Linked DNA regions of Ovis aries: region 1 is linked to region 2. A link is a contact called in public Hi-C data. All regions are on one chromosome and are shown on one strand. Each heading gives the region's core, a stretch centred on a gene start, on an enhancer-like site or on the middle of the called end of the contact. The rest is flanking DNA. Distances are from core to core; before and after follow the strand shown.

The links. A called contact is a pair of places that touch in the nucleus more often than the background predicts.
Region 1: a contact with region 2 is called in a Hi-C map of skin fibroblasts, with 2.4 times the contacts expected there. The contact joins the promoter of PCDH18 here to the enhancer-like site in region 2. A contact is called at or near these places in 2 of 16 Hi-C or Micro-C datasets (skin fibroblasts and tail adipose tissue).

What each region holds. Positions count from the first base shown.
Region 1 is chr17:20,354,281-20,361,363 of ARS-UI_Ramb_v3.0, forward strand. It overlaps PCDH18 (protocadherin 18), which reads left to right and starts at 3,214. Exons shown (of 5, transcript XM_060400654.1): 1 at 3,214-3,453; 2 at 3,709-6,111; 3 at 6,921-7,006. The coding sequence starts at 3,406.
Region 2 is chr17:20,278,146-20,284,838 of ARS-UI_Ramb_v3.0, forward strand. No RefSeq gene overlaps it. Among named protein-coding and RNA genes, the nearest start is that of PCDH18, 76 kb to the right of the region's middle. Within about 2 kb of position 1,641, at least 5 of the 54 cell types and tissues checked have an H3K27ac peak or open chromatin away from gene starts, as enhancers often do.

The sequences.
Region 1 (7,083 bases), core at 1,964-4,463, 78 kb after region 2:
TCTTTACCCACTGAGCCACAAGGGAAGTACCTTCAGTAGGAAAGAAACCATTAAAGATTCAGAATTATAAAGCTTTGTTTTTGCTGGGCTTCCCTGGTGGCTCAGACAATAAAGAATCTTCCTGCAATGCAGGAGACCCTGGTTTGATCCCTGGGTCAGGAAGATTTAGAGGAGGAAATGGCTATCCACTCCAGTATTCTTGTCTGGAGAATCCCATGGACAGAAGAGCCAAAAGTTATCACAAGAAGTGACATGGTAGAAGTGACTGGATATATACCCTATGTCAGCTGGTATCTTTTCTCTAGGTCTAGCAATTTTCGGCCAACTTAGGCTGATGAGGTAAAAGGATACTTGTGAATAAAATATGCACAAGAGGATGGAAGTAGCTGAGATTCTCCTCCAGGAACTGGAGTAGCTATCATCACTTAGAGTGCCACAGTCCTCAAGAGAAGAAGCCCTCTTCTTTCTTGTCAACAAAGGCCTCCATGTCACACGAGTTTGGACACTAAGGAACATTCTATCACTGCTTCATCACTAGGATATCTAAGAAGTTGTTTCAGGGTCTATCACTTTTTCATGACTTTGTAAAATTCAAGAAGAAAATTAAATCCAATCATCATTAGATAACAACTAACAGAAGTTTATCAGTTTTCTTCCCCTGACACAAACCCTTTCATAAACAGCAAGGGATATGAGGGACAGACTTTTTTTTTTTTTTTGGATTTTCTATTCAGGGCTACCAAATAAGGACATTTTGAATTCCTGGAACTCATCAAAAGTTCGAAGGAAAGATTTAGTTTCTATTTTGTACTTTTTGAAAACAAGTTTGAAAAAACAGAGTAATATACACTAAGGAGAAATCAAAAGCAAAATACTATCATGTAGGTATATATATAATTTCTCAGGGAGAGACTATCCAGCTGAAAATGAAGCAGTATTTGGTAAGGATGATACAACAAGAGAAAAAAGCCCTCCTGCATGAAAGGATTCAACGTTCTTTAATGATTTACTCATGGAAACGCATTTCTTATGAGTTTATATTAATTTCTAATCAATTTCAAGTATTTCAGTAAGTTACTTCTGAAGCTTTTTTCACAACAGTTAATTCTGTTCAAGCTCACTGTCAGAAATAAGTGAAAGATTTTTAAGATATTTTTACTTTTCAAGCATAGGAAAAATGTCTTTTACATTAAGATAATCAAAATCATTGCTCTTGGGGTATTGGGAAGTAGACTTACCAAATCCAAAAAGAAAACTCTCCTAGAACTAATAGAATTAGATTACCTTTGAATTTTCACCCCAACTTTGAATAGTCACTAATTCTTTTCTTTGCTCTTTTGGTGTCTGCAAAGGGGTTCACTAAAGCCTGAATTGATATAATTATTGGCTCAGATTGTTAGAGATCTAGGACAGATGGCTATGGGTTTCTAAAGTCCCAGTTGGTTGTGGTAGGTTTCCTAGTTTTGCTATAGGGTTTGGGATCAGCAATTTGAAAGGGCTACAAACTTGTAAAACAGTATTATTCATGGGGGCAGAATGTTCATCAGCGTGACCCAGTACTAAATACATTCATTATAGGCATTTCTATTCTGCACAATTTGCCACACAGCACTAGTTTCTGGAGGGGGGAGAAAAAGACAATGGCTTATAAAATGCTTTTGAATGCCTAAAAAGAAGGAGAATTCACGCTGAGACTCCTCTGCTTTCTTTTTTGGAAAGAATCTTCTTAGTTACTTTAGCTGAGCTCTGCTGAGAGTAAGCAAAGTGGAAAAATCAGAAAATTACTTTTTTTATATGTTTCTAGGGGGCAAAAGAGAGAGTGGGAGAAAATAAATGGGAAAAAAGTGACAGTGAGATTATGTGAAACAGCAAATATGCAAGTGGATGAAGACAGCTGAGGAATAATGCAAGAGGTATGAAAAAAAGCATTAAGAATAGAGCCATGATGATAAACTTAAAAGGAATTGCAGAGCAGAAAGAACATCATAAATAATCATATTTTCAAATAAGAATACCATATCAGTTTCTGTGACCTGGATAGAGCACAAGACTCCCATGATATTTCCTTAGCATTTTGATGCACACAAAATGCAATTTTCAGCTCAGGCATCTTATTTTTCAATGTAAACAAGCTTTGGGTTTTTAAAATACAAATCCTAAAAGTGTTTTCATAAATAATACATATATTATAAAAATTTGACTTGTAAATTTCTGAGTCCGTGTCCCCCCAGTATTCATTGTGAAGATTCACCATGTATAGATAGTCTAGTATTTTTTCCGTAGAAATTGACATGCTAAACCATGAAATGTCTTTTACCAAAGGTAAATAGGATTTTTTGAAGTACAGGGCAAAGAAATATCATAGCCAATTTTGGCCAAACTCCAGGCAAAAAGTGTTATAAGGTAGAACTATATTGTTAATTAGTTTCGAATCTTAAGGTGTTCCTTTAAATCTTGCTAATTAAGAGAAATCAAGAGTGGAAAATAGCCTTTTTCTTATCTTCAAAGAATAAAGATGAAAGAAAAACAGAAAATGAAACCTCTTTACTAGTTCTGTTCTTTAAAACAGAGCACAAGAAAATCTGCTTGTGCTCACAAAAGGAGAAAGACCCAAGTATTTACAGAGGGGGAGGGGAAGGAGGCGGGCAAACAAGCCTAATTAGAAGCAAGTTTTCAAATTTTATTAAATTCCTCCACCAAAAAAATGCACTTAGAGGTATTTTAAGTTAAACCAGTACTTAAGGACTATGAAAAGCAAGATGATTACATGTTTGCGGAAGAAGAAAGGGCAATTAAGAAAACCAGGGCAATTTAAAATACCAAATAAATAAAGGCGACCAGAAGTTGATTTAAAGTTTTTCTTCTGTAATTTGTCTCTCCTTTGTCGTGGCACGCTCAGAGAAAGTGAATGCAGTAGATGCCGAGGAGGAAGGGAGAGGGTGGAGGAAGGCAGGAGCAGTCACGGAGCCTCCCGCATCCTGCTCCCCCAGCCCCCACCGGCCCTGCTCTCCCAGGCTCGCTCTCTCCCGCGCCCCCAGCCCCCGCCCCCCAGCCCTCCCCGTCTCTCTCCTTCTCCCACCCTCCTCGTCAGTCTGCCCAGCCCTCGCTTTGGGGACTCCATCAGCTTTTGATTTGGAAGGACGCTGATTGGCTGGAAGCGATTCAACACACGCCGGGCCAGAGAGCTTTGTCTGAGTTGAAGTGAAGTTGTACAGATTTTAGACTGGAGTCAGCAATCACGGGCGTTTAGTCTGCAGCCGAGCAGAGAAAGGGAGAGAGAATCACTCGGGAAAGATCCATTGCGGACTCTGCCGGCACCCTGCAATAGATGGATTCCGACTACACAAGGGGGAAAACGCGGAGGTGACACTTCTTTTCCTGCCAAGAGGACGAACGGCCAAACAAATGCAAGGGCTGGACTCCATGCCGGTAATATCTGGAAGGCGTGACACGGTGTGTATAAAGCAAAAGTTTGCGAGCTGTTAATTGCTGTGCTGTGTTATTAAGAGACGCTTTCAAGTTTCCGGTACCAAATATAGCTTAGCTTTAAGTTGCCAAAGGAAGTTGAGGGGATTGGTTTTCTGTTTTAACTTGCTCTGTGAGCTGAATCTCATAAACTGACCGATGTACCAAATGAATGCTAAAATGCACTTTACGTTTGTTTTTGCACTCTTGGTGGTGTCTTTCAACTTGGATGTGCTGGGCAAGAATTTGAAATACAGGATTTATGAGGAGCAGAGGGTTGGATCGGTAATTGCAAGACTATCAGAGGATGTGGCTGATGTGTTAGTTAAGCTACCTAATCCTTCTACTGTTCGCTTCCGAGCCATGCAACGGGGAAATTATCCTCTACTCGTGGTCAACGAGGATAACGGGGAAATCAGCATAGGATCAAAAATTGACCGCGAGCAACTATGCCAGAAAAACTTGAACTGTTCCATAGAGTTTGATGTGATCACTCTGCCCACTGAGCATCTGCAGCTTTTCCATATTGAAGTTGAAGTGCTGGATATTAATGACAATTCGCCCCAGTTTTCAAGATCTCTCATACCTATTGAGATTTCAGAAAGCGCGGCCGTGGGGACCCGTATCCCTCTAGACAGTGCATTTGATCCAGATGTTGGGGAAAATTCCCTCCATACGTATTCTCTTTCTGCCAATGATTTTTTTAATATCGAGGTTCGAACCAGGACTGATGGAGCGAAGTATGCAGAACTCATAGTGGTCAGAGAGCTGGATCGGGAACTGAAGTCAAGCTATGAGCTTCAGCTCACCGCCTCCGACATGGGGGTGCCTCAGAGGTCTGGCTCATCCATACTAAAAATCAGTATTTCAGACTCTAATGACAACAGCCCTGCTTTTGAGCAGCAGTCTTATATAATACAACTCTTAGAAAACTCCCCTGTTGGCACTTTGCTCCTTGATCTGAATGCCACTGATCCAGATGAGGGCGCTAATGGGAAAATTGTCTATTCCTTCAGCAGTCATGTGTCTCCCAAAATTATAGAGACTTTTAAGATTGATTCAGAAAGAGGACATTTGACTCTTTTCAAGCAGGTGGATTATGAAATCACCAAATCCTATGAGATTGATGTTCAGGCTCAAGATTTGGGTCCAAATTCAATCCCAGCACATTGCAAAATTATAATTAAGGTTGTGGATGTTAATGACAATAAACCTGAAATTAGCATAAACCTCATGTCCCCTGGAAAAGAAGAAATTTCTTATATTTTTGAAGGGGATCCTATTGACACATTTGTTGCCTTGGTCAGGGTTCAGGACAAGGATTCTGGGCTGAATGGAGAAATAGTTTGTAAGCTTCATGGACATGGTCACTTTAAACTTCAGAAGACTTATGAAAACAATTATTTAATCTTGACGAATGCCACGCTGGATAGAGAAAAGAGATCTGAATACAGTTTGACTGTAATTGCTGAGGACAAGGGGACACCCAGTCTCTCTACAGTAAAACATTTTACTGTTCAAATCAATGATATAAATGACAATCCACCCCACTTCCAGAGAAGTCGATATGAATTTGCAATCTCAGAGAATAACTCACCCGGGGCGTATATCACCACCGTTACAGCCACAGATCCTGATCTTGGAGAAAATGGGCAAGTGACGTATACCATTTTGGAGAGTTTTATCCTGGGAAGTTCCATAACTACATATGTAACCATTGACCCATCTAATGGAGCCATCTATGCCCTCAGAATATTTGACCATGAGGAGGTGAGTCAGATCACTTTTGTGGTCGAAGCAAGAGATGGTGGAAGTCCAAAGCAACTTGTAAGCAATACCACTGTTGTGCTCACCATCATTGATGAAAATGACAATGTCCCTGTGGTTATAGGGCCTGCACTGCGCAATAACACGGCAGAAATCTCCATCCCCAAAGGGGCTGAAAGCGGCTTTCATGTCACAAGAATTAGGGCAATTGACAGAGACTCTGGTGTGAATGCAGAACTCAGCTGCTCCATAGTAGCAGGTAATGAGGAGAATATCTTTGTAATTGATCCACGATCATGTGACATCCATACCAACGTAAGCATGGAATCTGTTCCCTACACAGAATGGGAGCTCTCAGTTGTCATCCAGGACAAAGGCAATCCTCAGCTGCATACCAAAGTCCTTCTGAAGTGTGTGATCTTTGAATATGCAGAGTCGGTGACAAGTACAGCAATGACCTCAGTAAGCCAGGCACCCTTGGATGTCTCCATGATTATAATCATTTCCTTAGGAGCAATTTGTGCAGTGTTGTTGGTTATTATGGTGCTGTTTGCAACTAGGTGTAACCGAGAAAAAAAAGACACTAGATCCTACAACTGCAGGGTAGCAGAATCGACATACCAGCATCACCCTAAAAGACCCTCCAGGCAGATCCACAAAGGGGACATCACATTGGTGCCTACCGTTAACGGCACCCTGCCCATCAGATCTCATCACAGGTCATCTCCGTCTTCATCTCCCACCTTAGAAAGAGGGCAAATGGGCAGCCGGCAGAGTCACAACAGTCACCAGTCCCTCAACAGTTTGGTGACCATCTCATCAAACCACGTGCCAGAGAATTTCTCATTAGAACTCACCCATGCCACCCCTGCTGTTGAGGTAAGATCACACCCTGCACCTATTCACTGACACACTCAGTTGTTAGTGGTCAGAAGTTTGTCTATGCCTTAGTTCTTAAATGTTTCCATTACTAAGTAACAGTACTAACAAAATGGAAATTAAATAGGACGCACGTTACATTATGTAGATAAAGCAAATATACACACCTCAGCATGCTGGTCTGAAGTTTTTCATAAAGAATCTGCTTGCATGTACTATGTGTAATGTCGAAAAGTAAATGTGAAGCTAGCAAAGGACTATCTAATTAGAGTCCCCTTATCCTCAGACTATGATATTTCAAGCCAGAAACAAAGGGGCTTGCTCTAATTCTCATAGTTATGGTCTCTTAAGAAAAATTTAAAAATGGAGGCTTCCAGAATCCCATCCCAGTGCATGTGTATTTGTTCAACTTTTGAAATTTTTCTGACATTATTTTGACTACATGTGTTTTACAGCATTTCCCATATATTTTTACAGCATTTCCCATGTATTTTTATAACTGATCACTTTAACCTGAACAATAAAATAAAGGTAATCAGTCATTGTTTAAATAAAGGAATCCCCTTTCAAAAAGAAAATGTCAGCTGTATGATAACATCTAAATCTCTCTGGGACTTATTTCATTTCTGTTTGGTGGCTGGTTGCATGGTCTATCAGAGTCTAGCATGTGTAGGTCTTTAAAATGAAGATAATGTGTTCAATTAATTAGGATGAAGTAGTGAGTAGTAACTGTAGTTGCTTGCTTAAAGCTTTTGAGTATTGGGGGATTTGTGTCCAGGAATCAATACAGTCTGTTTGGTTTCCAGCAGGTCTCCCAGCTTCTTTCAATGCTTCACCAGGGACAGTATCAGCCAAGGCCAAGTTTTAGAGGAAACAAATATTCCAGGAGCTATAGGTATGAATGACCCTCCTGTTACCTATTATATCTCCAGTAACCTAATGCTGAAGAGTAAAATCTATGCTTTCCCTGAC
Region 2 (6,693 bases), core at 391-2,890:
TTTGGAAATATTTGATTGATGATATAACAACTCTTGTTTTTAAATCTTTAGAAAGTGATAGGCTTAATTTTTTGTTTCCTGTTCTAAAAGAAAGCAATGATGGTCTGCCTTATCTAAAATACTTTGGTTTGTTACGTATGAGGTTGGTTGATCTTTTGTTAACATACAACTCATGTTTTCTGATGTGTTTTCCTTTCATTCAAGTTTAACTTAAGTTGCATTTTCTGAATGTATACACAACCCAGTTACAAGAAACGAAGCCTGGTTGTACTGTCAACTGAGACAATCAGCTGCATGTGGGAAAACACTCACCAATAATGTAGTCAGTCAGACATCTACATTCCTTACAAAGAAAATGAGTTTGATTCTCCTTCTTGACATAGGCTGTTTCTCTTAGATTATGCTTCTCCAGAGCTGTAGATCTCTTTCAAGGAGATTTTATCATTCTACAAAGTAGATTATATTCTTAGGATTCATTCATGATTCATCTGAAGGGCTGTACAGTTTTATTCAAGAAATTTGTAAATGGTGGGGTGGTACATGTATGGAAGTAAAGTTTTGCTGATTCGTGAATTTAATGCTTAACATTTAAAGTAATCTTAAGAGTCTGGTATAAGTGTTATAGCTATACAGATAAAGAAACTTGCCCCAAATCACACAATTGTTAAGTGATACAGCCAGGATTTGACCCAGACACTCTGCCTATTTATACCTTACATTTAACAACTGTGTTATACTGTTTGCTGGTCCCAACTAGTCATTCCACCATGAGAGCAAATTGCAACTGTTCTATAGAACTGAATATATTTTTTTCCAATTTGGAAATGGTCTAGTCTTTTCAAAATATTTCTAATGAGCAACTTATTGGTATGACTAATTGTATCTTTATTTTGCTATTATTTATTACTTCTAGAAGCACTGAAGAAAATCTACTACCTATGTAATCTCTTTATTCCCCAAAATAAGTTTGGCATTGGCCTTAACTTCTGACACCAAAGAAAAACTGATTATAATACTTAGAAATGAATCCACGAACACAATTAAAAGCAAAAAGAGATGGTTAATTGTGCTAATGTACATTCCTCTTTATAACCTGCAGATGGTCACAAGTAATTGAGGAAATAAATTCTATCTCCCCAACAAATGAAATGTCTCACCACTATATTTTTGTTCCTCTTGCTGAAACTCTTAAGGGCTTTTTATTTACCTGACTATAGATCTTGGGAACTGATCAACTAGTAAGAGAAATACCTCCAGCTAAATGGAAGGAAACATGTTTTCCTAAACTCCATATTCTAATAATGAGTTTCATCACATATTCTATGATGAAAAACAAATAATACTCACTATGCCAAATCTATATATTCAAAATTACCATCTCTAATGTTTGAAGACAGGCTTGTCATTATCATCTAACTCAAGTTACATGAAATATGATTTAAATCCCCTAAGGAAACATTTCAAAATGTGGTATGCATTAGGTTCTTTCATTTCCTAAAAGGTGATTCATAGAACGAGGGCTAGAAAAATGGTGTTCTTGGCAATTCTTTAAGTTTCACACCCCTATCACCCATTTTTGCATTTAAACTGATCATTTACTGGCAGCAGATGGGTAATAGGATAAAAGTTTTCAATATGGTGTGGTGAGCATATATATTTCCAGACACAACACGAGAGAGTACAAAGCAGTGTTCTTTAAAGTGATTAACAAAGACCCATGGAATCTGCTATCAATCTTCCTTGTTACTGTCATAGCCCTTCCCAAGACTGTTAGAGAAACTTTACAATAGCTGAATACATGTTACACATACAGATGGGGAAGTGCCTCAGGCAGCTTGGCAAATTTTACTATGAGTCAGTTTTTGAATTTCTGCTTTCTGAGTCACCATCTCATCTGAGTCTGACATTTTCATTTTAAAAATTCTCTTACCTTAATGTTGACATGTCTGTGTCATTTCATAATATTTGTTGCATTTGAAAATATTATCAACAAATATGCTTCACTGAGATGAACATTAAATGACAAGATACAAGTTTAATTTATCTGGGGGCACATTCTCCTCCCCACCTTTTTCCATTGTAGTATAAGGAAATCCCTATCTCAATTTCAATTTTTCTAACTGTAGGGGGAAAATTATGGATATTTCTAGCATGAGAGGTTTTTTTTAAATAATGTTCTAATTAATGTATTTATGTAAAATGGTATAACATTTCATATGAACTACTAGTTTCAGACTCTTGTTAATTATAAAAGACAAAAGATAAAGGAACACAGCTCAAAGTAGTGCTAATGAGAGGTTTGTTTGCTTATTTTTTTTTAACTCAACCTATTCTAAAAAAAAGTGCTTGCTGTTAGATAACTATTAATCTCTGGTTCTAATCAGAACTATGATATTAACAGGACTATTTTAAATGGCTAATATTTCCCAGAGAAAGTCCTAGAATGATGTTGAATGCATTATCTACACACAGCAACTACAGAGGGTTTTCCTTAGGCTTGCATTACTGCTAGATTAGGGTCCTATTTAACCCATCATGATTCCTAGTTGCAATTTAGAATACAAAGAAGATGCAATTAAGAGCCTGGGTGGAGGGTGTGCTGTTGATTCACAGAGATGGAAAATAAAAAAAAAAGAAAGTGAGTGACAATGAAGGTACATTTTTAGGTAAAACAGGAAGCTGAAGGACCATTTCATTTAACATTAATCATAAATACAGAGCGGGCTTCCCAGGTGGCTCATGGTAAAGCATCCCCTGCCAGTGAAGGAGAACAAGTTTGATCCTTGGCTTGGGAAGATTCTCTAGAGAAAGCAATGTCAACCCACTCCAGTATTCTTGCCTGGGAAATCCCATGAACAGAGAAGCCTGGCAAGCTATAGTCCATGGGTCGCAAAAGAGTCAGACACTACTGAGCAACTAAACAACAACAACATAAATACAGAGGAGGAGAACAGAATAATTTCAGAATGTGTATAAAGGATAGAAACAGTATGGACCTAACAGAAGCAGAAGATATTAAGAAGAGGTGGCAAGAATACACAGAAGAACTGTACAAAAAAGATCTTCATGACCCGGATAACCACAATGGTATGATCACTCACATAGAGCCAGACATCCTGGAGTGCGAAGTCAAGTGGGCCTTAGAAACCATCACTATGAGCAAAGCTAGTGGAGGTGATGGAATTCCAGCTGAGCTAATTCACATCCTGAAAGATGACGCTGTTAAAGTCCTGAAGTCAACATGCCAGCAAATTTGGAAAACTCAGCAGCAGCCACAGGACTGGAAAAGGTCAGTTTTCATTCCAATCAAAAGAAAGGTAATGCCAAAAAATGTTCAAACTACCACACAATTGCACTCTTTTCACATGCTGGAAAAGTAATGCTTAAAATTCTCCAAGCTAGGCCTCAACAGTACGTGAACAGAGAAATTCCAGATCTACAAGCTGGATTTAGAAAAAGCAGAGGAGCCAAAGATCAATTGACAATATCCGCTGAATCATAGAAAAAAACAAGGGAATTCCAGAAAAACATCTACTTCTGCTTCATTGACTACGTTAAAGCTTTTGATGGTGTAGATCACCAAAAAACTGTGGAACATTCTTAAATAGATAGGAATACCAGGCCACCTTACCTGTTTCCTGCAAAAGCTGTATGCAGACCAAGAAGCAACAGTTAGAACCAGACGTGGAACGACAACAGACTGGTTGCAAATTGGGAAAGGAGTACGTCAAGGCTGTATATTGTCACCCTGCTTACTTAAGTTACATGCAGAGTACATTATGTGAAATCCTGGACTGGATGAATCACAAGCTGGAATCAGTATAGTCAGTAGAAATATCAATAACCTCAGATATGCAGATGACACCACCCTTATGAAGAGGAACTAAAGAGCCTCTTGATGAAGGTGGAAGAGGAGTGTTAAAAAGTTGGCCAGAAATGAAGATCATGGCATCCAGTCTCTCATCACTTCATGGCAAATAGATGGGGAAACAATGGAAATAGTGACTTTATTTTTCTTGGGGTCCAAGATCACTGCAGATGGTGACTGTAGCCAAGAAATTAAAAGACACTTGCTCCTTGGAAGATTAGCTATGACCAACTTAGACAGCATACTAAAAAGCAGAGACATTACTTTGCTGACAAAGGTCCATCTAGTCCAAGCTATGGTTTTTCCAGTAGTCATGTACAGATTTGAGAGTTGGACCATAAGGAAGGCTAAGTGTCAAAGAACTGATGCTTTTGAACTGTGATGCTGCAGAATATTCTTGAGAGTCCTTTGGACTCCAAGGACATCAAACCAGTCAATCCTAAAGGAAATCAGTCCTGAATAGTCATTGGAAAGTCTAATGCTGAAGCTGAAGCTTCAATACTTCAGCAACCTGATGCAAAGAGCTGACTCATTGGAAAAGACCCTGATGTTGGGAAAGATTGAAGGCAAAAGAAGAAGGTGGCAGAGGATGAGATGGTTAGATAGCATCACCAACTCAATGGACATAAATTTGAGCAAACTCTGGGAGATAGTTAAAGACATGGAGGCCTGGCATGCTGCAGTCTATGCATTCACAAATAATCAGACAAGACTGAGTGACTGAACAACAACAATGGGACTTCAGGCTAAAATTAGGGAGACTTGAAGAAATTTGCAAATGAAAATAGTGAAATTGGGAAATTTTAGTTTTCTCAGCAGTGATACAGACCTACATGATCTTCAGGAGCTTAGATTGTAGTGCATCCAATCAACCATTTTATTTTAGCTTTCTCCAACAACGCTCAAAGATCAGGAAGAAGGTTGGGGAAAGAAATGGCAGTTATGACAAAAAGTCAAGACCATGGAGACTCTGGAGGCAAGCAGAAGTATGTATCGAAGGAGGTCAAATCTCTGGGATGGTGACTGAGGACAAAATTCAGCTTATAAAAAAATGACAGATGTGAGAATAATATGTGGAGACTAAAGAAGTAAATTCTAGAAATCTTGATCATGAAAGAGGGAGATTTGGAAAAATGATGATACCAAAATATGTGGCCTGTATACCATAAATTTTGTATCATCAAAATTTATCAGTTCAATTCAGTTCAGTTGCTCAGTCATGTCCCATTCTTTGCAACCCCATGGACTGCAGCACGCCAGGCTTCCCTGTATAATACCAAATCCTGGAACTTGCTCAAACTCATGTCCATCAAGTCAGTGATGCCATCCAACCATCTCATCCTTTGTGGTCCCATTCTTCCCTGGTGGCTCAGAGGTGAAAGCATCTGCCTCCAGTGCAGGAGACCTGGGTTCGATCCCTGGGTCAGGAAAATCCCCTGGAGAAGGAAATGGCAACCCACTCCAGTATTCTTGCCTGGAGAATCCCATGATGGGAGAAGCCTGGTAGGGTAGGCTACACTCCACGGGGTCTCAAAGAATCGGACACGACTGAGTGACTTCACTTTCACTTTCTTCTCCTGCATTAGGGTCTTTCCCAGCATCAGGGTCTTTTCCAATGACAGTTTTTCACATCAGGTAGCCAAAGCATTGGTGCTTCAGCTTCAGCATCAGTTCTTCCAATGAATATTCAGGACTGATTTCCTTTAGGATTGACTGGCTTGATCACCTTGCAGTCCAAGGGACTCTCGAGAGTCTTCTCTAACACCGCAGTTCAAAAGCATCAGTTCTTTGGCCCTCAGCTTTATTTATAATTCAACTTTCCTAGGCACACATGACTACTAGAAAATCCGAAACTTTGACTAGACAGACCTTTGTTGGTAAAGCAATGTCTCTGCTTTTAAATATGCTGTCGAGGTTTGTCATAGCTTTTCTTCCAAGGAGCAAAAGTCTTATAATTTCACGGCTGCAGTCACCATCTGCAGTGATTTTGAAGCCCCAAAATATAAGGTCTCTCACTGTCTCCATTGTTTCCCCATCTATTTGCCATGAAGTGATGGGACCAGATGCCATGATCTTAGTTTTCTGAATGTTGAGATCAAGGAATTGTAAGGACAGGTTCTGAAGCCACAGTATTTAAATAATGTTGGATCTGTAATTTTAAATATACAAATTTACAAAGTTCTAGACCCAATAATCAAGTACATATTTCAATATGCATTTTACTCAAAGGATATTTTAAGGGCACAAATTATGCTCAGATTATTAATTTTTTTTTTTTTAACCAAGGCAGAAACCAGCCTGATCCATTTTCTAATAGAGAAGAGAGTCTTCTCAAATTAGAAGACATTAGGTGTATGGAGATTCCTTTTCTCTTTACAAAGAAAAGGGAAAGTTAGGACACTGTGCATGCTTTTTGAAAATAATGAGGCCACCCTTCCCTTTAGTATATCTTTTTCATATCTTGTTGCCTTTCAAAAAATGCTGGCTGTTATGTTTGCTTTTTATACTCATTAATAACCATTTTCAAAGTAACTCACTTTCTCTTCATCTGGTTTTTTTTTTTTTTCTTCTGTTTTTTTGCTCTGACACTTTAATGCTTCTGACCTCTTTCAACACATAATGAAAACCAGCTCTGCCTTTTCCTGGTTTCCTCATTTCTGAGTACTATGGCAACGGATGCTAGTTGACTTAGTAAAACTTGAAAATGTCACATTGCTCTTCATTCTTTGATGAATGCACATTCATGAATACAGCTCAATGCAAAAGCAATTACAGGCAGTCTTAAAAAGGACCAAAACCAAAGTCACCCTTAAATGATTTTCTCC